Regions from separate parts of the Mus musculus genome. Here all the other regions are linked to region 3. A link is a contact called in public HiChIP or PLAC-seq and promoter capture Hi-C data. All regions are on one chromosome and are shown on one strand. Each heading gives the region's core, a stretch centred on a gene start, on an enhancer-like site or on the middle of the called end of the contact. The rest is flanking DNA. Distances are from core to core; before and after follow the strand shown. Region 1 has its middle 48 kb from the start of Srl. Region 2 holds the start of Adcy9 (adenylate cyclase 9). Region 3 holds the start of Ubald1 (UBA-like domain containing 1). Region 4 overlaps Srl (sarcalumenin). Region 5 has its middle 15 kb from the start of Srl.

Region 1 (2,700 bases), core at 62-2,561, 400 kb before region 3:
ATATATATATATATATTATAGTATCCTATAGCTGCCATTTCCATCTCACTGGGGGCAGGAGGAGCGGTGATTCCCCTCATACTGAAGTGGAGGAAAATAGCAGAGCTTCATTGTCTTTTGATTTGTTTTGGTTTTTTGAGATAAGAGCTTCTCTGTCCTGGAACCCTGTCTTAGTCAGGGTTTCTATTTCTGCACAAACCTCATGGCCACGAAAGGGTTTATTCGGCTTACTCTTCCACACTGCTGTTCATCACCAAAGGAAGTCAGGACTGGGAGTCAAGCAGGTCAGAAAGCAGGAGCTGATGCAGAGGCCATGGAGGGATGTTCATTACTGGCTTGCTTCCCCTGGCTTTTTTTTTTTTCAAAGATTTATTTATTCATTATATGTAAGTACACTGTAGCTGTCTTCAGACACTACAGAAGAGGGCGTCAGATCCTGTTACGGATGGTTGTGAGCCACCATGTGGTTGCTGGGATTTGAACTCCTGACCTTCGGAAGAGCAGTCGGGTGCTCTTACCCACTGAGCCATCTCACCAGCCCTCAGCCTGCTTTCTTATAGAACCAAGACTACCACACCAGACTCCAGACTGTGTCAACTCAAGTTGACACAAAACTAGCCAGTACAAACCCGATCTGTAGACCAGGCTGGCCAGAACTCACAAAGATCCACCTGCCTCTCAAGTGCTGGGATTAAAGACATGCGCCACCACTTTAGGCTAAAGCTTTGTGGCTAATGACAGAGGAGGTCAGCTTAAATTTCAAGCTCCTAGGATCATCTCTTAAAATCCTCACTTCCTGTTTTAGCTGGGGGCTGGCCCAGGAGAAAATAGCCCTCTAAAAACAGCAAGCACCAAATTCTCTAGGATGTACTGTCCACAGCATATAACTCTGAGCAAGTTCAAGGCCTCCTGGGTCCTAAATCAGAATTTTGCAGATCCTCTCAGGGCTTCAAAGTTGTCAGTTCCACAGCTTCCGAAGGGCAGAGCCTCAGCAACACCGGCCTTCAGGACACAGCCTTGTCCCCTGGGTAACTCGGCTGGCTTCAGGCTCCTAGACGTCCTCTGGCTGGAGGGTGAGGGGGACTGCTTGGAAGGGCCAGGTGCATCGGCCTCTTTAGCCTCACCGCTTGGTCTCCGGAGCTGCAAGGCGGCTGGCGCTGAGGTAATGGCGTGCAACTACCTCACGTCCCACTAGATCTCGGATACAAGACAGAGCTCGGACTCGGACACGAAGGAGTTGAGGGGACTTTGAGCCTCGAAAAGATCTTGGGACCGGCTGCCCAGTCACCGCCCACTCGAGACTCAGTGTAGACTCAGGAAGCACCGCGAGGTTCCACGTCTGCGCATGCGCTGTGCCAGCACGACAGCACCGAGAGATGGCCGCTAGGGAGCGCGACGGAGCAGTGCGGTCGTGCGCATGCGCACCAAGACTGCTGCCTTGTGAACTGCTTCCTGTGCCTGAGACCCAGCTTGCAACCCTCTCTGTGGCTGGTGCCTGTAGGGCCACGGCCAGTGGCTGCACCGTAGGTGGTGACCCCCACCTCAGGAAGACAAATTTGAGTGAATGAAAAGCCTGGCTTGAGAGACGTTCAGTGAGGAGCTCCACTCCCCCCACTTTCAGGACCCGGGTTCAGAACTGGCCTCACTTTCCTCATTAAGATCAGGAGCCGAACTGGGGAAGAAGGCCAAGGCCAGGCACAGCCACAGGGTTTCCGGTAGTGATAGAGGAACCAGATTTGGCCACAGACAGGATGCCAGTTGCAACCCATGCATTCCAGAAGTGCATCTCTCCACCTGTGGCCTTGCGGAATGGGGAGGTGGAGGACCAACAGCAGTCCCATGTCCTCACAGGGCCGCAGGGGCAGAAACACATCACAACATCGCATCCTTGCTTTCACAAACACTGCCAGGTGTTAACTGGCTTCGTGAGGTGGAATATGCCAAAATGTCACAGAAACCAGAGACGGGGCGTGGACTGGGCTTTTTTAGTGCCTATGTGGATGCAAGGTCCAACCAGGTCTTACAGACAGGGCCAGGCTGATAGACTAAGCTTCTCCAGGTCCTTAGCTCTTAGGAATGGGACAGAGTTAAGGGAAGACAGCAGGCCCAGGGGCAGGCAGGAAACTCCTGCTGGATCTTCAGTTTCTTCATGCTGTCCTCTGCCCAGGAACTTTAAGTGGCCTAGACTCCCTGGACTTTTTCATCTGCCCTATCCATCACCCCCGCCACACAAGCGTTCGTCTCCCCCAGGACCCCGTCCTACACTCATGTCCAGCCTTCAGTGTAGCTGAAGTTGCACTCCCTCCCTAAGTCTGACCTCCTTTTCTGGTATTCTAGGGAAGAGTCCTGACTCTATGGAAATACCCTTTTCAACAAAGGTAATACATTACTGTTCAAACAAAAATTTAATGATTTCAGTTCATTGGTTCTTTACAAATGAGAAAAAGGAAAACTACTGGGGGCCTGCAGCAGGAAAACCACTTTAATCCAGGCATTCCAGACCATCCTGGCGACATAGCAAGACCGCATCTCAAAACAAGTGGGTAAGAAAATCTTCTGTACTGGTGATAATATGATTTGGAAAACATCGTCTTATTCCTGGGGTCTTTCCTGATCACTGCCCCTCCTATGCCTTGAATCCCCACTACACAGTTACTTCCCGAGGTCAGAAATGATACCCTGTAAATCTGAAAAGTTCCA
Region 2 (2,700 bases), core at 124-2,623, 460 kb before region 3:
TGGATTTCATGTGGACAGCGAAATAGATGCTCCAGAGAAGGCAGGCGAAGCCCACATAAAAGAGTGCGTACCGGAAGCGGCGCTGGGTCTGCGGAAAGCAGCGCTCCAGGCAGGCCTCCTCCAGGTTCATGGAGTCGAATTTGGGGTCCCACCACCGGCTGGAGGCCCTCTCAAAAAGCTGGGGCAGCTTCTTCTGTCTGCGCAGGCGACCCCCGCCGCCAACCCTCCGGGGAAGGCCCCCTGAGTCTCCCGAGCTGCTACAGCTGGAGGAGATGCTGTACTTGCAGTGCTTCGGGTGGGTGTTGGAGGACAGCTGCTTAGGGTTGATCTTGACCCTCACGCTGTTGCTGTCTCCGCTTGAGTCGCAGCTCACCTCGGTGCTATGGTGATGCAGCAGCTGCTGGTGGGGTGAGGAAGCCATGTTGCCGAGCTCTTGGAACCTTTCCCGACCAGGTCAGGGGCACCTGCAGGCAAAACCAGCAGAATTAGAGCGGCCTGACTACACACACTCCCGGAGGGCCACGCGACCTGTGCTTGTCGCGAGTGCGAGCTCTGGCGAGCCACTTGGGAAGGCACCACCATATGTTCACCAAAACTGCCCATAACGGCGCATAAAAGCGCCAAGGCGAGCGAGAACCGCACGGGCCGTACCTGGTGCTCCCAGGGTTCTCGTGCCGCGGCCGCGCTGAGTCTTGGGTCCCCGGCAGCGCTGCGCTGCGCTCCCCTCGGGCGCCGTCGCCCGCTGGTGGCCTCTCCCCGTGCAACTCCAACTGCAGCTCCAGAGGGAAGTTCAGACCTTGAGCGCTCGGGGCACCGGGAGCAGCTTTCGCAAAAACAACTCGGGAGGCGAGCAGCGCTTCATCCTGCCGCAGCAGCGCCCGGTGCGTCAAAGCGCGCGGGCCAACCTGCGGCTCCTGCCGCGTTCCGTCCCCTTGCGGCTAAGCACCAGCGGGCTACCCTGCCCCGCGCCCCTGCTCGCGAGCTTGAGGAGCCCGAGGGCCGCCCGTCCGAGCGGCCGGTCTAGCAGGGCCTGCTGCCCGCAGCCGAACGCACCCCGGCCCAGAGCCGAGCTCGGGGCACTGCGCGGGCCCCTCCACAGACCGCCGTGCGGGCTGCCGCAGAGCCTGACTCCCGCGACGCCGGCTGGCCAGCACGCCGGTCGTCCGCACGCCGCGCCCACGCCCCAGGGGCCCTGCCTGAGCTACAGATGCCGCTGCGGCTGCGCCCGCCGCCCGCTCTCCCGCAGCCGCTGCCTCAGGTCGGAAGAGTAGCAGCCGCAGCCGCCGCCACCACCATCTCCGGCCCCCTCCTCCTCCCCCTCCCGCTGTCACTGACAGACGCGCGCCCGCGCCGCCCCTCTCCTCTGCCGCAGCGCGCACGCGCGGCCCGCGCACGTCACCGCCGGGTCCGGGACACGCGCACCAGCAGCGCGCCACCCCGCCTAGGAGCGCGCGCCCGGCTCGGGGCTGCAGCGGGGCGGGGCCGGGCGGACGCGCTCTGGGCGCCGCCCTCCGCCCTGGGCTGCTCCGAGCCTGGGCCGCCTGCTGTGGGCACCAGGCCTCCGCCTTCTTCCGAGGCCTTGGCTGCCTTTGACTACTTGCCCCGCAGCCTGGCCCCCAAGTCCGCACAGGAAGCATCTAAGCGCAGTTTACCTTTTGGATACATCGAAGTTTTCAGTCCCTGGCTTTGCTCGATTGTGACCTCCCTCCCATTCTGCCAGCAATGTAGGAGTGTTCCCAGTGGTGCTAGGCCCCTCTGAACTTGCTGGGGGATGGAAATGATCATCACCAGCCAAGCCACTTCTGATAGCTTCTAAAGTCGAGCACCACTGAGGACCACCTTTGCCAACCCCCTGGGGAAGTTATCTTCCCGACTTTGAAGATCTTTCATTCTTCACATGAACAACTGTTTTTCCCTCTCCACAAGGAAAACGTTCAAAGAAATCAGCTTCCCATTAATAAGTTCTACATTGGTCTGTGTAAACTCTGGCCTGAATAAACACAATTCTATATTCTCTGGTCGCACCCTGGCTGCCACACCGTACAGTGTTTTTCTGCAACCACAGGGGACTAACTGACCCTTCCTTCCCACAGCTCTCGGGGCCCATCCCAGGCATCCACAGTCACTGTGGAATTCAGGAATAGGAAGGTAAAATATAGACTATCTATACAACCGAATATTATTCGACTATAAAAATGAAGTACACTTGCTACAACCTCTGAAACACACTGGGTAAAAGAAACCAAACACAAGAGGCCACATATTGTATGATTGTATTAATGTGAAATGCCCAGAACAAGCAAATCTATAGAGAAAATACAGGTGATGGATGCCTGCGGTTGTATGAAGTACTAGGTATTGACTACACTATCAAGCCTGGGGGTTCCTTTTGGGGTGATGAAAACATCTGGAACTAGTGAGAACACAACGCCGTGGATTCTGTAGTAGGTATACTTCATGAACGTACTAGTGTCTTTGGATTGCTTTAATGATAAGTACAACTGCATAAATGGTAAGTTTTATGCAGTATGTATTGCACCACAATAAACAGGAACTTTTTAAAGTAAACGTGTCATTGTTGATATATTCCAGCTCAAAGTGCAAGATGTCCATCTAATTATGAGAAAACATCTGAGGAAGGAACTTAATCTGAAAAATACTCCACAACCAAACTGCCAAGTGCTCTTCACAGTGCCAGAG
Region 3 (2,700 bases), core at 2-2,501:
GTTCTGATCCTGCACCAGGAAGTTAAGCCTTGGTCTCCACTTCCTGGCTTTTCCTACTGAAAATGGGATGGTTCCCACTGGGAAGCCAAGCTCTGGGGTCTCCAACTGGGCACAGAATACTAGACTGGCTCTGGTTGTGACTCACACATGTACCCACACAGCTACAAGCCAGAGAGTCTCATCTCGATACCCACAAGTGGTGAATGTGGGGTTTTGAGTTAGAGGAACAGAGGCATCTTAGTAACACAAAAGACTGGGCACATAATCCTACCGGTCAAGAGAAACCTGGGAGTAGATGAGAGCCAGACTGACCTTCCCATCTTCTGTCTAAAATGCCCTAAAATAAGTGAACCGTATACAGTACACCATCCCAAGATACAGGTTCCTTTGTCAGGCCCGAGGATACCCAGGTCTTCATAAGGATCCCGCCCCGGTGACACCTTTGGAGTGGGCTACACACATACAGACTCTCGTAATTTACTCTGAGGATCCAGCACACCACCCATACACTCCATGACGTATATGAACATACACCGCACCATACCCAGCACGATTACCATCAGCAAACCACCACCTATGTACACGCTGCACACACACACCAAACATGACACAAAGGTATCCTGTATCAGACACGCACTCGAGACGGGCTTTGAGTCCGCACACGCGCCCACATGCCCACAACCTTCGATGTGCCCTGCTGACGCCCAAGCGCGGTGCGTGCGTAAATACAAATCCACATGTACGTGTGCGCACTCCCGCAAACCGCCCACCCGGCACACCGACCCTGAGACCGCTCTCTCCAAGCGACTCCGCCTCCGGCACGGCCCTGGGCGTCTTCCAGGCGGCTGTCTCCTCCTCAGCCGTTACCGGGACCGGGGGGGGGGGGGTGTTGGGGGAGGGTATCCAGTCCTGATAGCGGGGTTTCCGGGGCTCTGGCCTGGCGGTCGGTGATGCCCGCAGCCGGCACCCCGGCACGTGTCCACACCGCCCGCGCCCGTCCCCGGTTCCCCTACGCACCTCGAACTGCCAGTGGGCCGCTTGTAGCAGTTGCTTCGCCTGATCGGCCGCACAGCCCGCCGTCAGCACGAACTGGTTGATCATGACCTGGTGTTTGAGCTCGTCCATGTTCACGGACATGGCGCCGCCGTGCAGCCCGCTCCGGCCTCCCTGCGCGCTAGCCTCACGCGTCCACCATTAGCGAGCCGGCCCCGGCTAATACAAATATTTACTGTGCGCTCTGACTCACCGCGCCTCGCTGCCCCGCGGCCGGCGAAGCATGCTGGGATGTGTAGTCCGCGACGCCCCCGCCGAACGGACCGGGAAGGAGCGTGGACGCCCTCTCCCGAGCGATCTCAGTGGGGCGCGCAGCCCGTGCCCCAGGCTGAGAGGCGAAGTTGCGAACCAGGGACCATTGCACAAGCTTGCCTTATCACTGGGCCCTGGAGGTCCTGTGTGCTGCTGTGCTTAGCATCACAATATTAATAGGCGCGCTCTTAGGGGACTCTCTGATAGCTTTGGTCCTACTCCACTGCCCTAGGCTGAAACACTCCTAAAATCCTGAGACTTAGAAAACGCTCGGTATCGCAGAGCATCTGCCTTTCAAGGCGCTGCTAGAAATCACCACCTCCTGGAAGCATTCCAGAGCTCGCAAGGCATCTTTGCCTAACTCTTGGCCAGTCGTGCAGGAAGAGCGTCTTAAAAAAAAAAAAAAAAAAAAAAAAAAAAAAAAAGACAGCCCCTGCTCCGGAGCCTTGGCGTCCCCTTTCTTTCAACTCCCACTTTCCCACGCAAAAGAAAAACTTCCAGCAGCCTGCTGGCAAAAGGACCGCGCGGAGCACGTACAGAAACGGCCACGACTGCCATTCCCACAATGCCCCGGTTTATTTGCATCTTTCTGTCCCAGTGACGTCACCTGAGTGAGGTCGCGACTGTACCAATGGGCCGTCACGGGGTGTTAGGACCTGGCCATATAAGGTAAACAAAGCTGGCCGCCCAATGAGGCGGCGGCGGGGGCGGGCGCATCACGTGGCGTGGGGGCGGGGTCGGGAGCTGGGTGCGTGATTTCGCAGGCGGTGTTTACAGCCCCGCACATGCCACTTCCGGCTGACGTCGCGGTTGGTAGAGTGGCCGGTCGGACGTGGAAGAGTCGCCCAGAAGCTGGGGGGAGGAGAGGGCTGGCGTTGTCTTCTCGGCTGAGAGACGTTGCCCGGGTTCTTTGCTCTCACTGGCCTCACCTTTGACCTGGCCCCCTGTAGAACCAGCCGGGAGGGGAGGCGTTAGGTCCGAAAGCTTCATTATAGCGACACTGCCCCGAGGAAGTAAGCGCAGGCCTCGGAAGCCAACTGCGGGCTCTTGAGACGTTTTGATACACCTGATCCTTTGTTCTCGCTAGGACCGCTGAGGCCGTAAAGGTGTGGGGCCCAGTTGATACCTAGGGAAATGGAGTTCTATCTTGCCCTTCACTCCTAGGGGCTCTCCGATCGGGTGGCTGGAGGAAGATGGGAAGGAGGTGGGACTGAAAGATCCTTAGATAGGAAGAAAAGGAGGAAGAAACGAGGACGGGGAGCTTGGAAGGCTCTGAGTTATAGCTGCGAGTTTAGTTTATGGGTAGCAGCGGGACTAGTGAGTGTCTCCCTTTCTTAGACGTTTTGCCCATCTGTCCACACGAAGTAAGATTTCAGCCTCTTTGCTGCCTTTTGG
Region 4 (2,700 bases), core at 89-2,588, 380 kb before region 3:
ATCCCTGACACCTGGCCCTCAGGAGAGTCGTTCTCTGTCTCCCTTGCCTGGGTGTACTCAGACTGTTTATTGGCCTCTATAGCTGAACCAGCATCCAGGCTAGGTCTAGGCTCCCCCTGGTCCTCAACCTTCTCCCCAGATTCTGTGTCCACCTCAGCCTTTGATTCCTCTGCACCTTCTTCTGCCTCTACTCCAGAAGATGCCGTGTCAGAGGCTGCATGTAGGTCTGTGGGCTGGTGATCAGGCCCGGGAGTGGCTGTGTCCTCTGACTGCAGGGAGTAGTCCTGGGGCTTGTCCTCTGCTCCCTCCCTGGCTTCCGATTCATCTCCGGCAGGTATGGCATCCTGGGTTCCATCTAGCTCTGTGGATTGGTGATCAGAACCTGTGTTGCCCTCACCTTCTGCCTCTTTACCCTCTATGGGAGGAGAGGACTGGGTGACTACAGACTCTGCTGTCCCTGCTGCTTCATTCATAGGCCCATCTCCTAAGAGTCCCTGTAATTCCTCAGGGACCCCACTACTTCCCTCTTGCACTTCTGCCTCCATACTGGCAGCCCCCTCTGTGGGAACCCCCACCCCAGCCTCCTCCTGCCCTGGCTCCTTCCCAGAACTGAACTGTGGCCTCTCTTCTTCTGGCCCTTCAATCCCTCCTGGAGGAAGGGTGCCTGCTGCATGTGGGCCCTCCTCTTCCTCCCCAGGCCCTTCAACATCCCCAGGCGGAGCTGACTCTGCAGCTGAGGTATTGGACAGGCTAGCTTCGGTTTCGGAGCCCTGGCCGTTGGCAGTGGAAGGGGCCCCTGCAGGAGTCTGCTCCAAGCTCTCAGCCTCCCTGCCGTCTGGGTAGTGAAGGAGTAGGTTCTTGTCTCCAGGGGCCGCATCTGCATAAAGCGCCCTTTCCTTCTCCTCTAGACTCGCGTCTCCAGCAGAGAAATGATTCTCCAACAAATTGCCAACATCTTCCGTGCCACCCGAAGCAGAGACTTGCAGTTCTAAATGATTAGAACATGATTGGTCAGTTCACAGGGTCGGCACTGCCCTGCTTCTCAAGAGTCTCTATCAGTCTAGCTTCCACTGCAGGAAGCTCCGCCTGTGCCTGCTATCCAGGGCTATGCCTCCCAGCTGGGGTCCTCCGGGTCACCTGCCTCCCTCCAAGCCTGTAGGATCTGCAGAGTAGGGAGTTAACTGATTGACCTGCTGTCCACCACTGAAGGTGTTAGTTGCTGTAGTAACCCAAGAGCTGCCAAAGCTTGACCCTGACCTTCAAGTCTTCCCCTGGGTCCTAATGACCATATATGGATAGAAACTTGGGTGAGCCCTTCCAGTCCTTCCTTAACCTTGGAGCGGGCATGGCACGTGCCACCTGGCTCCTGAGGAGATATTCCAAGATAGGACAAAGGCGAGTGCATTCCTTTCCTTGTCGGTTCCTAGAGTCATTAACCAGCATGCTTTTTATACTACTATCAGCAAAGGAGTGAAAACAGGTGTTTGTAGGCCAGATAATCTTGGGTTACACGGCAAAGTACTCAGGGGATTACTCATGGCTCTCGGCTTTATTAAGTCACACATCTAACCCTGTCCCCTTAAGGGCAGGCATTTGCTGGCCTCCCTACCTCAGATTAAGAGGAAACAGGGCCTGAGGAGGAGACATCCAAAATGGGCAGGGCCTGGGCTTCCCAGTGGCCTCAGCCAACCCCTTCTGAAGGGGATCCCCTTCTAAGGTCCTGCAACTGTACCCACAGAGCAGAGGGCACAGGGACAACAGAGCAAACAGGGGCCCAGTCTATGCCAGACACTGCCACCAAGGGTCAAGTTGGGTGTTTTTGGAAAGGGATGTGAAGCAAAGTTTGGGCCTAGCCCTTCTGATCTTCTCTCCCAAACTGGGATGTGCCTAAAGAGGAGGCCTGTGGGAGAAACTGCAACCCCATGGGAAGGGGTGGGATATAGACTCCCCACTTCAGTGTGACTAAGACTTCTCCACCCCTGTGCTGGAAAAGGACACCCTCTCTTAGACAAAGACTAGTGCTTGCATCGCCTCCTTCATTGAAGTAAACAGCCTTCATCTCCAGGTACCTGAGCCCTTACCAGTTCTCAGAGGCAGGGGCAGTCTCCAGCCTTCGGGAATGAGCGTTTTCTCACTAGTTCCCATGACTAGTCAACTGTGCCAGCTCCTGAAGGACCAGAAGCTCCTAAAGAGGAGCCCTATATACAAATGTATAAAACTTTACCCCAAGCACACCAGTATTTCTGAGCTCGCTCATCTTGTCTGGAAGATTCTAGACCTAAATTGGTGATGGTCTTTGCTTTGCCACAGACACATGGCCACCATGTGATTAGAACACAGCGCTGCCAACTCCTGGTCCATGATGTATTCAGGGGGCACAGGAACCTTCTGATGGCAATCCCAGCCCCTGACTGCACTTATCCCCTTTCCAGGATTATATACCTCGCTCGTGGGTAGCAGAATCAATGTTTTAATTGTGTGTTTCCAGTGCGTATGACCCTTGGATGCCCTACAGAAAGTTCTAGGAGTCTGCATTTACATGTAGGTACCAGTAAGAATTCCTGGTCCCTTGGTCACAGCAGGGGGAGCTAAATATTACTTGCCCCAATTCCTTCTCCTGCATTTCTAACTCCCTAGTCCCTGAGAAGAATCTGGGCAGGAATTTGGTTTAACCTAAGGAAACTGACAATCCTCTGGGCA
Region 5 (2,700 bases), core at 98-2,597, 340 kb before region 3:
AGGCCACATGGCCCAGCAAGCTGAGGGCTAGAATGTTATGGTTCCTGGCACAGTGCAGCTTAGTCTATCCTGAGCAGCTGAGTTGGTAGATTGTCAGGCTCAAACATTCCTCAAGAACCTGGGAAATTGTCGGACCTTACCTTAGGCAGCATTTGAGTTTGCATCTGTTGCACATTCCATAGATGGGGGATGGGGGGGGGGTAGGGTCTCAAGTAGCCCAGGCTTGATTCATGTTGTCATGAATACCCTTTAACTCCTGGTCCTCCTGTCTCCAACACCCAAATCCTGAGATTGTAAATGGGAACCACTCTGCCCAGCTTTGGCATCTTTTAATATTTTATTTATTATTATGTGCGTGAGACAGCATGGCGTGAACAACTTTGGTGAGTCAATTCTCTCCTTCACCATGAGTCCTGAGGACTGAATTTAGGTCATCAGGCTTAGTGTAACACTTTTACGCACTAAGCTATCTCATTCAAATTTGGGGATTTTTTTTAATAGTCTCTCATTGGGTATTGTGGAGTACACCTGTAAGTAATCCTGGCACTCAAGAGGCAGAGAGGCAGGTGGATCTCTGTGAGTTCATGACCAGCCTGGTGAGCTCCAGAATAGTCAGGAAGACATAGTGACCTTGTCATGGGGTCTCACATTGTATCTCAGCCCAGCTTAAAACCTTACTATGTAATCCAAGTTGCCTCAAACTTCTAGCAATACTCCTGCCTCCATCTCCTGAATACTGAGATTACAAGTGTGACCTACAATAGCTGACTAATAAGTAGCACTTACTAAAAGGACTATCCTATTTATCTTGGTCATTATAGGTCATCAATCTTAGAAGAATTCAAATTCCCACCCAAGATGGGAACTTCTTCCAAAGTCTCTGACATATTCATGCATTCGATTTGAATACTCTGTGATGAGATGCTTGATATTAGAGAAAAATTGCCCACTGTCAATACATGGGAACTTCGAATCAGCCCACACTGTGGCTCCCCTTCCCACCTGCCATCTCAGCATCTTACAGAAAAAGCACAGGCCCATCCCTCTGGTGGCAAAGAATCCACCCTACCCATCCAGCCTCAATGGCATTGCCTTTTCTTACAAGAGAACAGCACATTTTTTTCAATTCTGTATGCAGCCACAGAGCAGTATATTCAACTCCCACAGGACAGAAGGTAACAGGGGCAACTTGTTGAGGACAACCTCTGTTCTTTGAAGAAAAGCACACACAAACTTCTCCAAACACTTGCCTGTTGTCTGCTTAATCATGAGAATGTACACCCAGATAGGCTGCTCCCTGGAGTCAGCCTTGATTCAGGCCACCTAATTCAGGAAATGGTGCAGCTGTCACTTCTGGTTCCTTTTTCAAGATCAGGGGTGTGATGGAAGGAGAGCCAATTTGAGGAGTTCATTCCTTTGCACAGTTGCCAGATTTAATGCCAGTTTTGCCTGCAGCCCCCAGCCCCACCCTCTTCTCTTGCTCAGCACGTGTTCTTGTCAATCAAGAGAAGAAACCTGCAATTCAGCGGGGTAGCAAATAGAAGGGATAAGGCAGGAATGGAGTCTGACCCCACCTCCAAGATTAAAGGACAAGGCAGGCAAGCAGAACTCCATGTGAAAAAGACAAATGTCACACACTCACCAGCACTGAGGAAAGCAGAGAGACACGGGTTGGGGTGGGGGACAGTAGGATGAGCTTGGGGGAACAGGGTGGAGCCAGGACCAACATCTGATACTAAGGACAGCATGGTCAGATGACTGGCTCCAAGAGGCTGTGTGATGATCTCTGTGTGCTCTACACAAGGCCTGGGGCCAATAGTCACTGCTGAAGAGACCAAGGTCATGGCAAGGACCCCTCCTCTACCACCAGATGATTCTTCAAACATCTGATGCAGCTGAGGTGTTACTCTTATTCTGCCCAAACCATGGCACAAAGGGCACACAATAAAAGTACCATAATGGACTGGAGAGATGGCTCAGACGTTAAGAGCACTGACTGCTCTTCCAGAGGTCCTGAGTTCAAATCCCAACAATTACATGGTGGCTCACAACCATCTGTAATGAGATCTGACGCCCTCTTCTGGTGTGTCTGAAGACAGCTACAGTGTACTTACATATAATAAATAAATAAATAAATCTTTTTTTAAAAAGTGTCATACTATGCCAGAAAAGCATAAACGTAGTTGCTAATAATTCATTAAATATAGTAAGAATGCAACAAACAGCAGAAGAGAAACAGGAAGAAACACAAAAGGAAAGTCTAGGAGGGAAAAAAAGACTATATATTTAAGACCTAACACATGCATAACTTATTAACCACATGCCCAATTCAGTTTCCTTAAACTAAGAACACATGCTCAGAAGAAATAAAATTATTTCTGTTATTGAGATTCAGCAAGAATTTTCTCGAGAATCATCATAAAGGCAACAAGGTGTGACGCAATGATCCTTCACAACATTCTTAGAGCAAAAAGAATACATTTCCCAAGAAGTGAGAAAGTATTGCTCCTAATAGAGACTCAAAATAGGACCAATGAGGGAACCAGGGACCAAGAATAACCAGCCCTGATCTCAAACAATCACCAAAGAGGTCATCAACGAAGCACAAGACAAACCTGAATTGTCACATACTCATGGGTAAGATGGAAAACTGACCCAATCCATTTAAGGGACAGGGTCTTTAAAAAATGAAATTACAAT

Evidence for each region. Promoter capture Hi-C pulls out the DNA fragments that hold promoters and counts their contacts. HiChIP or PLAC-seq counts read pairs in DNA pulled down with a chosen protein or histone mark.
Region 1: a contact with region 3 is called in a promoter capture Hi-C map of pre-B cells. The contact joins the enhancer-like site here to the promoter of Ubald1 in region 3. A contact is called at or near these places in 4 of 39 promoter capture datasets (the C10 cell line, cranial neural crest and pre-B cells), 3 of 484 Hi-C or Micro-C datasets (CD4 T cells, pre-B cells and regulatory T cells) and 2 of 115 datasets of contacts at active chromatin or transcription factors (memory CD8 T cells and stem cell-derived neural progenitor cells).
Region 2: a contact with region 3 is called in a FOXA1 HiChIP or PLAC-seq map of pancreatic cancer cells. The contact joins the promoter of Adcy9 here to the promoter of Ubald1 in region 3. A contact is called at or near these places in 4 of 39 promoter capture datasets (3T3-L1-derived adipocytes, cranial neural crest, pre-B cells and 1 more), 1 of 484 Hi-C or Micro-C datasets (muscle stem cells) and 1 of 115 datasets of contacts at active chromatin or transcription factors (pancreatic cancer cells).
Region 4: a promoter capture Hi-C map of pre-B cells shows a contact between it and region 3. The contact joins the enhancer-like site here to the promoter of Ubald1 in region 3. A contact is called at or near these places in 2 of 39 promoter capture datasets (the C10 cell line and pre-B cells), 1 of 484 Hi-C or Micro-C datasets (pre-B cells), 1 of 115 datasets of contacts at active chromatin or transcription factors (CD8 T cells) and 1 of 9 other capture datasets (pancreatic islet).
Region 5: a contact with region 3 is called in an H3K27ac HiChIP or PLAC-seq map of microglia, with 5 times the contacts expected there. The contact joins the enhancer-like site here to the promoter of Ubald1 in region 3. A contact is called at or near these places in 6 of 39 promoter capture datasets (the 3T3-L1 cell line, 3T3-L1-derived adipocytes, embryonic stem cells and 3 more), 1 of 15 datasets of contacts at CTCF or cohesin (the NIH/3T3 cell line), 2 of 484 Hi-C or Micro-C datasets (embryonic stem cells and regulatory T cells), 4 of 115 datasets of contacts at active chromatin or transcription factors (memory CD8 T cells, microglia, pancreatic cancer cells and 1 more) and 2 of 9 other capture datasets (adipose tissue and liver).

The regions. Positions count from the first base shown.
Region 1 is chr16:4,473,875-4,476,574 of GRCm38.p6, forward strand. No RefSeq gene overlaps it. Among named protein-coding and RNA genes, the nearest start is that of Srl, 48 kb to the right of the region's middle. Within about 2 kb of position 1,312, at least 299 of the 459 cell types and tissues checked have an H3K27ac peak or open chromatin away from gene starts, as enhancers often do. A contact at or near this core is called in memory CD8 T cells, pre-B cells and regulatory T cells, where this site is marked.
Region 2 is chr16:4,419,125-4,421,824 of GRCm38.p6, forward strand. Adcy9 (adenylate cyclase 9) reads right to left here and starts at 1,374. Exons shown (of 11, transcript NM_009624.3): 1 at 652-1,374; 2 at 1-464. The coding sequence starts at 421.
Region 3 is chr16:4,878,600-4,881,299 of GRCm38.p6, forward strand. Ubald1 (UBA-like domain containing 1) reads right to left here and starts at 1,252. Exons shown (of 3, transcript NM_145359.2): 1 at 1,018-1,252. The coding sequence starts at 1,137.
Region 4 is chr16:4,496,728-4,499,427 of GRCm38.p6, forward strand. Srl (sarcalumenin) reads right to left here. Exons shown (of 7, transcript NM_175347.6): 2 at 1-988. Among named protein-coding and RNA genes, the nearest start is that of Srl, 25 kb to the right of the region's middle. Within about 2 kb of position 1,339, at least 33 of the 459 cell types and tissues checked have an H3K27ac peak or open chromatin away from gene starts, as enhancers often do.
Region 5 is chr16:4,536,399-4,539,098 of GRCm38.p6, forward strand. It overlaps a transcript of Srl not described here. Among named protein-coding and RNA genes, the nearest start is that of Srl, 15 kb to the left of the region's middle. Within about 2 kb of position 1,348, at least 9 of the 459 cell types and tissues checked have an H3K27ac peak or open chromatin away from gene starts, as enhancers often do. A contact at or near this core is called in microglia, where this site is marked.